Linked DNA regions of Triticum aestivum: region 1 is linked to region 2. A link is a contact called in public Hi-C data. All regions are on one chromosome and are shown on one strand. Each heading gives the region's core, a stretch centred on a gene start, on an enhancer-like site or on the middle of the called end of the contact. The rest is flanking DNA. Distances are from core to core; before and after follow the strand shown.

What was found. Hi-C and Micro-C count contacts between places; a contact is called where the count stands out from the background.
Region 1: a contact with region 2 is called in a Hi-C map of leaf, with 2.4 times the contacts expected there. The contact joins the promoter of LOC543087 here to the promoter of LOC123124582 in region 2. A contact is called at or near these places in 2 of 5 Hi-C or Micro-C datasets (both in leaf).

Annotation. Positions count from the first base shown.
Region 1 is chr5D:234,664,011-234,668,883 of IWGSC CS RefSeq v2.1, reverse strand. It overlaps LOC543087 (probable serine/threonine-protein kinase WNK8), which reads right to left and starts at 3,285. Exons shown (of 4, transcript XM_044540342.1): 1 at 2,480-3,285; 2 at 1-942. The coding sequence starts at 2,572. LOC123120371 reads right to left here. Exons shown (of 10, transcript XM_044540341.1): 10 at 4,873.
Region 2 is chr5D:234,490,138-234,494,685 of IWGSC CS RefSeq v2.1, reverse strand. LOC123124582 (RING-H2 finger protein ATL56-like) reads right to left here and starts at 2,696. Exons shown (of 1, transcript XM_044545166.1): 1 at 1,947-2,696. The coding sequence starts at 2,546. The coding sequence ends at 2,094.

The DNA of each region.
Region 1 (4,873 bases), core at 2,036-4,535, 170 kb before region 2:
GCCGGTGATGGTCATGTCAGTCCTTGCTGCCACCGGCTCAGCCTCCTCCGGGTTATCCTTCCGGTCACCGGAGGTGGGCAAGGCAGGCAGCAATGGCGGAGGTGACAGTGTCATGGTGGTGTCCTGCGTGGAGAGGAAACGGTCGAGCAGGAGCTCCTGGGCGGAGGGGCGATGGGAGGCGGGGACAAGGCACCTGCCGATGAACCTGCGCGCGTCGGCGTCATCGACCCGGTAGAAGGCGTCAGGCAGCTTGCCGGAGGTGACCTTCTTGTAGATCTGCGCGGGGTTGGAGCACTCGGCGTAGGGGTACTCGACGGTGAGCATCTCGAGCATGCACATGCCGAAGGAGTAGACGTCGACGAGCTCGTCGTAGTCCTCGTCGTACATCTCGGGCGCCATGAACTCGGGCGTGCCGATGACGCTGTGCGCGGCCTGGGCGCCGCGGAGCACGGCGGCGAGGCCGAGGTCGCCGATCTTGACGGTGCCCTGGTGGCCGTTGACGAACACGTTGTCGCACTTGAGGTCGCGGTGGATGACGGGGGGGTCGTGGGCGTGGAGGTAGGCGAGGCCCCGGAGGATCTGGCGCGCCCAGCCGCGGACGGCGCGGAGGCTCACGCGCGGGTACCGGAGGCGGTACGCGCGGAGGGTGCCGGAGGAGAAGAGCTCGGTGATGAAGTTGAAGGTGCGGCGTGGGGTGCCGCCGGTGCAGCCGCCGCGCGGGGAGGGGGAGGAGACGGAGACCCATGAGGCGTGGAAGGCGATGATGGCGTCGTGGCGGAGCGTGCTGAGGAGGTGGACCTCGGAGTACATGCGCTGCAGGGCGTCGGGGGTGCGGAGGACGTCGGCGAGGTTGGCCTGGTTCCACGCCACCTCCACGCCGCGCACCTCGTCGAACCCCCTGTACACCGACTTCATCGCCCCCTTGCCCAGGAGCTCGTCGAACTGCATGCATGCATCACATTTCCAACATAGATCAAGCTTCCCATCCATCAGCCCCAAGAACAACAATTACCAAAACAAAATGTACTAAAGCTGTACTAAAACTGCGATGCAAGCGAGAAGTAATATGGATCGGAAGGAGTAATATTTCCGTGTGTGTTTTCAGGTATAAATTACATTCGCAATTCAAATTAGAACTCACACTGACAGCACTTACGTAATATGACCGTTACTGCTTAGTTATGCCAATTTCATGTTAACAAGGAAATATAATTAAAAGAAAAACCAATACGTAGACTAACAATACAGCTACTGTACACAACTGTGGAGAGAGCACTGAAAGGACAAACATGAGTGACCGCTACAACTTCATCCACTGAGAAATAAAGGTGAAGGATATCTTTGGGGGATACTGACAGGGCATATTATCCCGTTGAAGCTTTCAAAGCATCTCATTATTGGCATATCGACACATGGAACAATCCTCGCCACCAATCCATCACTCATCAGCCAAACCCAACTTAGTCCTAACCTAACTAGGGGTCTCCAACCAAACACCAACTCTTCCCTGATATAACTTGGATTGATTAGATTAGAAGAGAAATCACAATGAAATTCCCACCTTCCAAAACTAATGGTCCACCTTGCTCAACTATTTGACCAGGTATAGAAATACTACTGTATATCGATGATGTATTTCAATGCAACAATTTCTATGCTTGTTTGCGTGCATTAGGATATGCTAGCTCCCTCCATTCACAAATACTTCCACCGTTTTATAATGTAAGACTTTTTTGACAGATAAAATGAGTAAACAAACACACTAAATTGCGTCGTCTATATACATTCAAATCAGAAAAAAGATAAAACATCTTATATTTGTGAATGGAGGGGGTTAGTATTTAATTAATATTCAACTGGCCCGTTCATATCCGGACGATTTCAGGCCTGCTACCGCACAAAGAAAAATTGGCTGTAAACATCTCGTACGTGGTCGCCAACGGGCAGCAGGTGAAATTCATCAATCAATCTTGCATATATACTCCAATTGAAAAGTACTTAGTTTGCAAATTAGTGGACATGTACGTACGTAGTTAGCCACTGAATTGCACACGTAGTTTGACCGTAAACAAATTAGTACAAGATGTGCATCTAGCTAGCTAGCTAGCCCTAGCAAGACAACAAGAGCCAAATGGACATGTAAAGAAAAGAAAAAGGGACAATAATTGTGGCCTTGTTTAGGGTAGCTCCCATGTACACATCAACACGGAATCCATCCTTGATAATTGAGCTAAACATTTGAAAGCCTACAATCATATTCAGTTCATGGTGTAGTTGTAAGCATGTTTGACTCGAACCTAATCTAATCTAATCACAAGAACATGTTCCTAACAAACAGAAGAAGAAGAAGAAGAAGAAACCAAGAACACGAAGCTTGAGAAATTGAATGTAAGCAAGCTGCTAATTGGTTATTATGACTGATTTAGGTTGCGCGATAAACTTAGCTGAAGCGATGAGATCGAAGAGATGGAGAGCTTACCCGGCCGTAGCGACCAGTGGGGTCGGTCTCGACGTATCCATTGTCGCTGTTCCTCGCCGCCGGTGACATCTCCGGCCGCCGCGGGCTCGACATGGCTTAACTACTGCTGCTCTACTAGCTAGTACTACTAGGCTCGCTGCGGCTGTGTGGACGGATCAGTAGGTGATCCTGCTGGCGGCCAGCTTGCCGTCGTGATAGGTGCAGAAGACGCCAGAGAGGAGGCGCGAGTCGTCGATCCGCCGCAGCATGATCCACGCCGCCGCAGACGACGAGGAGGATGACGGCCCCGCAGCCGCAGCGTCGTCGAACCACGACCGCGGGCTGCTCATCTGACGCTGACAAGGACGGGGCGGTAGTAATAGGAGGTGGCGAGGAGAGGCAAGGGCAGGTTGAGTGCTGGAATTGGATGCCTCCGATCGCGCACGCGCCGGATCAATCATGCACGCATGTCATGTCATGTCAGGTCCAGAATAATCGTCATGGCAGGCAGGCAGGAGGAAGAAGAAAAGGCGGAATTTTTCTGGCTTGTGGCCTGGACGCTGCCTGAGAAGGACGATTATTTGGGGCTACAAGGATCTGAACCTGAAGAATCCATGCCTTGAAAGCTCCATCTGTGGACAGATGGCAGATGCAATTCGGAACTTTGATGATGATGAGGACGAGACAGATAGCGGAGGATCGTAGAACGGTTTGGAGGCTTGTGAACGGGATGATTCCCTCGTGGATATATATGCTTCTGTTACTCTGCTTTTAGAGGGGCTGGGGCTTGTAGTTGTTGCTTCGTAGTACAGATAAATCTGTTGTAGGTAGGTAGGTTGGAAGAGCAGAGGATCCAAGCTCAAATGGACAAGATGCGTCTGCCTTCCTCTCCTTGTAGAACATGTCTACATGGTTATTAGTTGACCCTTTTTTTTTGAAATAAACATCAGATCTATTATAAAAGTTCATAGAAAATAGAAAGCATCTCAGACACGATAAAAATTACATCAAGATTCTGAGACCACCGAATGAACACTACTGCCACCGGACGAGCTCGCTCCCCTACCGGAGCTGGCTTTACTTTGTCAATGACAGCTCGAAAGTCTCCGTGCACGTGCTCCTAAGGTTCTTAGTTGACTTCTACATGAATTATATATGTATGAAAGTTTAGCATATTCCCTTTTTGGTTCCATTTTTGGATGAAGAGAATTAGCACGCCATGTAAACTTCTTGTGTGGCATCTTAACAAAGGAAAACTCTATTATTTATGATTTGACTGGGACCAAACTTAGCTTTTAGCTCCACTTGATTGCGCTGGTAGGGTCTTCGAGTTTGCGGAATTATTCGTTAGACCAATATAAGCTGTTTGTCAGACCAATACTAGACCATTTGGTTTTCCCCTCTCATTATTTCAGGAGTCTAAAGAGTCATTTTCTTGCACAACATCCCAAACCTGGGCCTGGAAACCCACTTCTCCTACGACAGCGACCTACTTAACTGAATGATCACCTTCCGACTACGTTTTAAGTTGTACACAATCTATAATCAGGATAAGCTATTATTCTCTAAGACATGCGCTAAATTTGGCTCGTGAATACCACGCAACTGTTGAATATGGATTAACTGTGACAGGCAAGTAGGAGTACTTAATTAGCAGAGCGGGTGCAAAATACAAACATCTCTTTGACGTTTGACATTGGTTTCTTTTCCTTATGCAACTTTTTGGCGCATTTGGGAGAGGACTCGACACTGATCCTGATGCAACTTCTATCTTTTAACTGGTGCTTGGTTTTTGACCATTCGAGCAATCGAAAAGGTTACATGAAGAGGAGCCAAGTTTCTTACAGAGGATACCAAACCCAGATTGGGACTTCACCCACCAAATTGCGTCAACCAAACTGAGCCCTAGAGAGAGAAAAAACTTTGAAAGGATAGACTCCAATAATTGAGCTACCAAACTTTATTCTACATGTACGTACTTCACCCACCAAAAGAGCATATAAAAAGGGGCATAATTGGGAGTTCAAAACAGCCAGAATTCAAGGTATGATTGCATCATTCTGCAAAAATAATTGTCTTCCGCATGGAAATACATCTTAAAAATAACATTATTGAGAGAGATAGTCGTTTTATTTTTGACCGACTACACGATTGAACATATCGTTGCATCCTATCCAAACATGTCACTAGACTACATGACTCGGATTCTTCTAGTTGCATTTTGACTTTACGCTTGAAAGCGACATGATATCACCACACGTTTCTGCCCTACGCGCTCGTTTCTACGCAAAATCACAAGCAAATCATACTCAACATCATACCACCTTTCCCAACATGAAACAGAGCTAACAGTAGAGCATAATGATGTTACAAATATAAAATAATTAACAACAATGATAAGGCAAGGCACAACAC
Region 2 (4,548 bases), core at 1,447-3,946:
TTCTAATTTAAACAATTGCCATGATTTCCTATAGCCTATCATCCAACATTCTGATGTGTTCTCCTCTCGCAGTGGTTCACTGTGAAACGGCAGCTAGCAGTTCTTATACTTGTTGACAAAGCAGAAAATCTAAGGTAAATATCAGCTAACTTCGAACTGTACAAAAGCAGAAATTCTTGATGTGGTTATTCCTTGGTAATTATATTCCAATAATGTCACCCTCTAGATGTTTATGTAAGACTGCAAGGGTTTTGACCTCTGTAGGACAAAATAGGTATATCTCCATGCTATCGCATAACAGTGGTTTCATCTAGGCTTCTTCGCATAATAGCACAAGGCCCACTTGAGTTTCAAATGATCTTTAAGATCACCAGGGAGCCAAGCCCCTGCCCCCTGGTTACAGAGATTTTTGGTTCCTCGCGGCTGAGCGGGATGTGGGAGGAAGTACGAAAAACTTTGCTACTTTGCTGGTTGAAACTATCCGGTGCACTTACGTAATGAAAAATGCAACTATGATAGTGTCCAGTTATGAAACTTACGTGCTGCTGTTTCACTCTGCAGTTTTCACAGAAGGTGCCGCCATATATTGGTTACAGTTGTCTCATTGATGCAGAGTTATGTGATTCACTTTGAAGATGGTCAGATTGTACTATTTGCCTCCAGTTGTCTCATTCATCTGACCTCATGTGTTGCATATGGCTTATATTTTGGTCCATGTATGAAATGGCATGTCTGTAAAATTGTAATTATACATAATTTGAAATCAGTACATTACATGACTGTTTGAATTGTGATACCTGGACGTGGGAGTCTATGGCGCCGGATCCTGGACGCGTACCGGCGATGGGTCCTGGAAGGGATCTGAGCCGGATCCTGGAAGCGTTCGGAGGATGGTCCTGAAAGGGATCTGAGCCGGATCCTGGAAGCGTTCGGAGGATGGTCCTGAAAGGGATCTGAGCCGGATCCTGGAAGCGTTCGGAGGATGGTCCTGAACTGGACCTGCGCCGGATGAGGGTGGCGGCGGTGGGATGCAGCGGTGGCGGCGGTGGGATGCAGCGGTGGCGGTGAAGGGATGAAGGGCGGCGGCGGTCGAAGGAGGGCACAGAGTCGGGCGTCTGTTTCTCGCTCGAGGGCAAGAGACGACGCTCGTACGTGCGGGGGATTGGTTTGCGAATTTTTTACTCTGGTTAATTTTCGCTGGTTAATTTTCGACGCTGGTTAATTTTTGACGGTTTAATTACGTCAGACAACATGGGTGGAAGGAGAGGTTTGGCGCGTGGGGGTGGGCGGGGGACTCGGTTGGATGGTTTTTCCTGGTTCATTGCGGTTGAACGGGAGGTGGGTGCAAGTACCAAAAAGTACCGTAGTTGGTGGGACTAAAATAAACCCGGAACGGAGACTACCAACTGAGACATTAGGATTAGAGATTGTTGTAGATTGACCAAACCGGTGGATAAAAGCACCAGAGACAAAGTAGTGGGGATATTTGGTGCTTTGATGTCACCTAGTTTTTTTTATTATTCAGAGCGTTTGTTAAAGCTCATGTACTTGAATTTTCTTTTTCTCGCAAAAGAAATCATTCGTGGCGAGCCTAAAGACGGGTGCGACGTCACGGGACGAAGCATGGAGCGTCCTTACCGGCAAGGCCAAGCCAGGATGGGGACAATGCTGCTAGCGGCAGCAAGATGCGACGTCCCAAGCGGAGGAAAGGAAACAGATTGACTGGTGCCGATCGAGGGGGGGGGGGGGGGGGGGGGGGCGTGTGCACGTCATCGGAGAAATCTAGTCGGGTGCATGTTTAGAGGGGTGGTCAGGGCGGTGGCTGAGCGTCGACCAAAGGAGGCGAGTGGGTCCGTCCGATTTTGATCCAGCGGTCCACGAATTCGGCTGATGTAAAAAACGTTTCAAGCACCCAATTAATCAGTGCCACAATTATTCTGCAAAAATCAAGCTCAGAGAAATACAGTATACTTGCTTTTTCTTTGGCATCAGAATACAGTATACTTGCTTAATTACAAAAGTGTGCCTCAATATAACCTGAACTGCAACAAAAACTGTGGGATAAAAACGAGACTCTACTTCTAGGCTTCTTGTTACACCATATCCTCTGCGGCGTTGTCCTTCCGTGCCGCGGCGCCAGCGGCTATCGTCGCCCGGCAGAGCGGACAGGTGTTGTGCGTGGTGTGCAGCCACGTCGCGACGCAGCCCCTGTGGAACACGTGGCCGCATCCCGGCAGGACGCTGCACCGCTCGCCGCCCTCGTACTGCGCCAGGCAGATCACGCACGAGCTCTGGCTCCGGCGCAACTCCTTCCCCTCCTCCTCCGACGGAGAGCCGCCGTCTCGATCGGGCATCTGCTTGTATGCGACGTCGGGTATGCTCTCCAGCAGCCGCTCGATGGACAGCCACTTGCAGTGCTGCCGCACGTGACGGACCACCTCGGCGATCGCCACGGCGAGCGCCACGGCGGCGCTGAGCGCAGCGATGACGGCGAAGATCAACAAAAGCACCCATATGATCCAATCTAACATGTCATCGTAGTCCATGGCGATGGCCGGCGGTCGCGGCGGTGGGGACGGGCGACGGCTGCGGTGAACGATACCTTAGACGGCGTGCGCCCGTGCGGCTGAGGTAGGTTATCTAGGCGATAGAATCAGGAAAGGAGTTGGAGATGGATTCAACCTATGCAAGTTCAATGCCTGGATCGTATCCCACTCCGACTCCGAGTATCCCTTCCCAAATATCTATACTGACGTGGAGATGCAGGTTAGTTAGCTAACATTAATCCTACTGGATTAATCCTGCATAAAATCTTAAAAGTGCACGCGCACTGTTCGGCGAGATCGAGTGGCCGCGCTACGCGACAGCGACCTCACACGCTCGGTCCAGCTCTCAACTGAAAAAAAAAAGAAACACAAATCTTATCCACTCCCGAGCCCCACGACCTTCCTCCTCCACTAACGACCGCCGCCGCACGCCCCGCCTCCTCCCTCGCGCCGCCTCCTGACGACGCCAGCTTGCCTTCGCTGACCTGCCGCCGCCGTTGCCCATTGCCAACCCACCAGGCCTCGCGTCTTCCCCGCCACCATGAGCCGCCGCAGGAAGCAGTTCCCTACCTTCGGCGCCGCTGCGACTCATCTTCTGCCACGGGCACACGCCTCTCCGCCGTTGAGCGCCGCTCCCCTCGACCCCCCTCCCTCCCCCGCCGATTCAACAGCGTGGCCAGGTGCCTTGGCCCCGCCGCACAAGACTCGCAGACTCGCAGTGGGCCTTGTACGAGCTCATGGCAGCTTTGTTCGGCTGTGAATCCTCACATGCAGGTAGTATTCCCCTTCCTTCTCTCCACTGATCTATCTATCCCCCAAACACCCTCCCTGATATCTCTCTCTATCTCTTCACTGGTCTCCTCGAGAGGATTCAGCCGTGAACTTGTTTGGGTTTACAAGAATGAACGTTGTTGGACCTAAATCTGGTTGATACTAGTCATTTGCCTTTGCTGTCATTTTCCTACTTCATAAATTTACTCTGGAAAGTTCATATATTTAGTAGTCTGGACTTGGGAATTTTAGTTGCAATGTTGATTCAACTTGGATTTATATGGCAGCTGAAGTAGAAAATACAAATTTTGTAGCTTAACAGTTGTAATCTGATCTACCAAATATTGATGGGAGCAATCAGACTTCTGATGTCTATGCAGTTCATTTATGTCATCGATTAATTTTCATTCAGTCATCTAATCCGCCTACACTTATGCGTGTATAGTCTGCTACCTTAACCAAATAGTACTAGTACTGAAACATCAACAACATTTTCATTGTCACAGATTGTCAACTCAACCCCTTTTAGGTATTTTTTGAGGAAAAGCAGTCAAATTCATTGTACATACACATCACTTTTGTAATCCTGCTAGTCAATCTCTGGTATGATGCTTGGAATTTTGATGATTGAAGTGTTGATCTGTACAGTAGTTTTGGCATCTTGCTCAAGGAGCTAAGGTGATTAGGATTAGTGGTGGGTTTGTACGGCGATTAGGATTTTAGTTGTGGGTTTGAGTTGGATTTTCATGGCAAGCTGTTCTAATTTTGCCTCTATTGGTATGGTCAGGATCCTATTTTGATTCGTCTATTCTTACATAGACTGCAATTGTCTTGTTAAACATGATACTCTCTCTAGAGCTTCATTACATTATGAACCTATTTTCTCGTAAATGCATCCGTGTGTTTTCTCCATTTTCTCATAAGTTGCATGCATATAAGTAACCAGTTGGCTAGTTTGTTGTAATAGTTGCACAGGAATGCAAACGTAGTTGGATGACGCATATACATATCTCAGTTGGCTTGCCAACTTATGGAGTTGCACAATGAGGGCTAACCAGTTGCACAATCGATGGCGTTTAGATGGATGCATTGTGTAAACTATGTTCAAGCAGTGTGTGTGGTTTTTTTTATTGCACACTCATGTGTGCCCTGTTGTCAAGGGGGTATACGTTCGTATAGGAGTACATATCCTAGCTGGCTTAGCCACACTTATACAATTGCACAGGGAAAG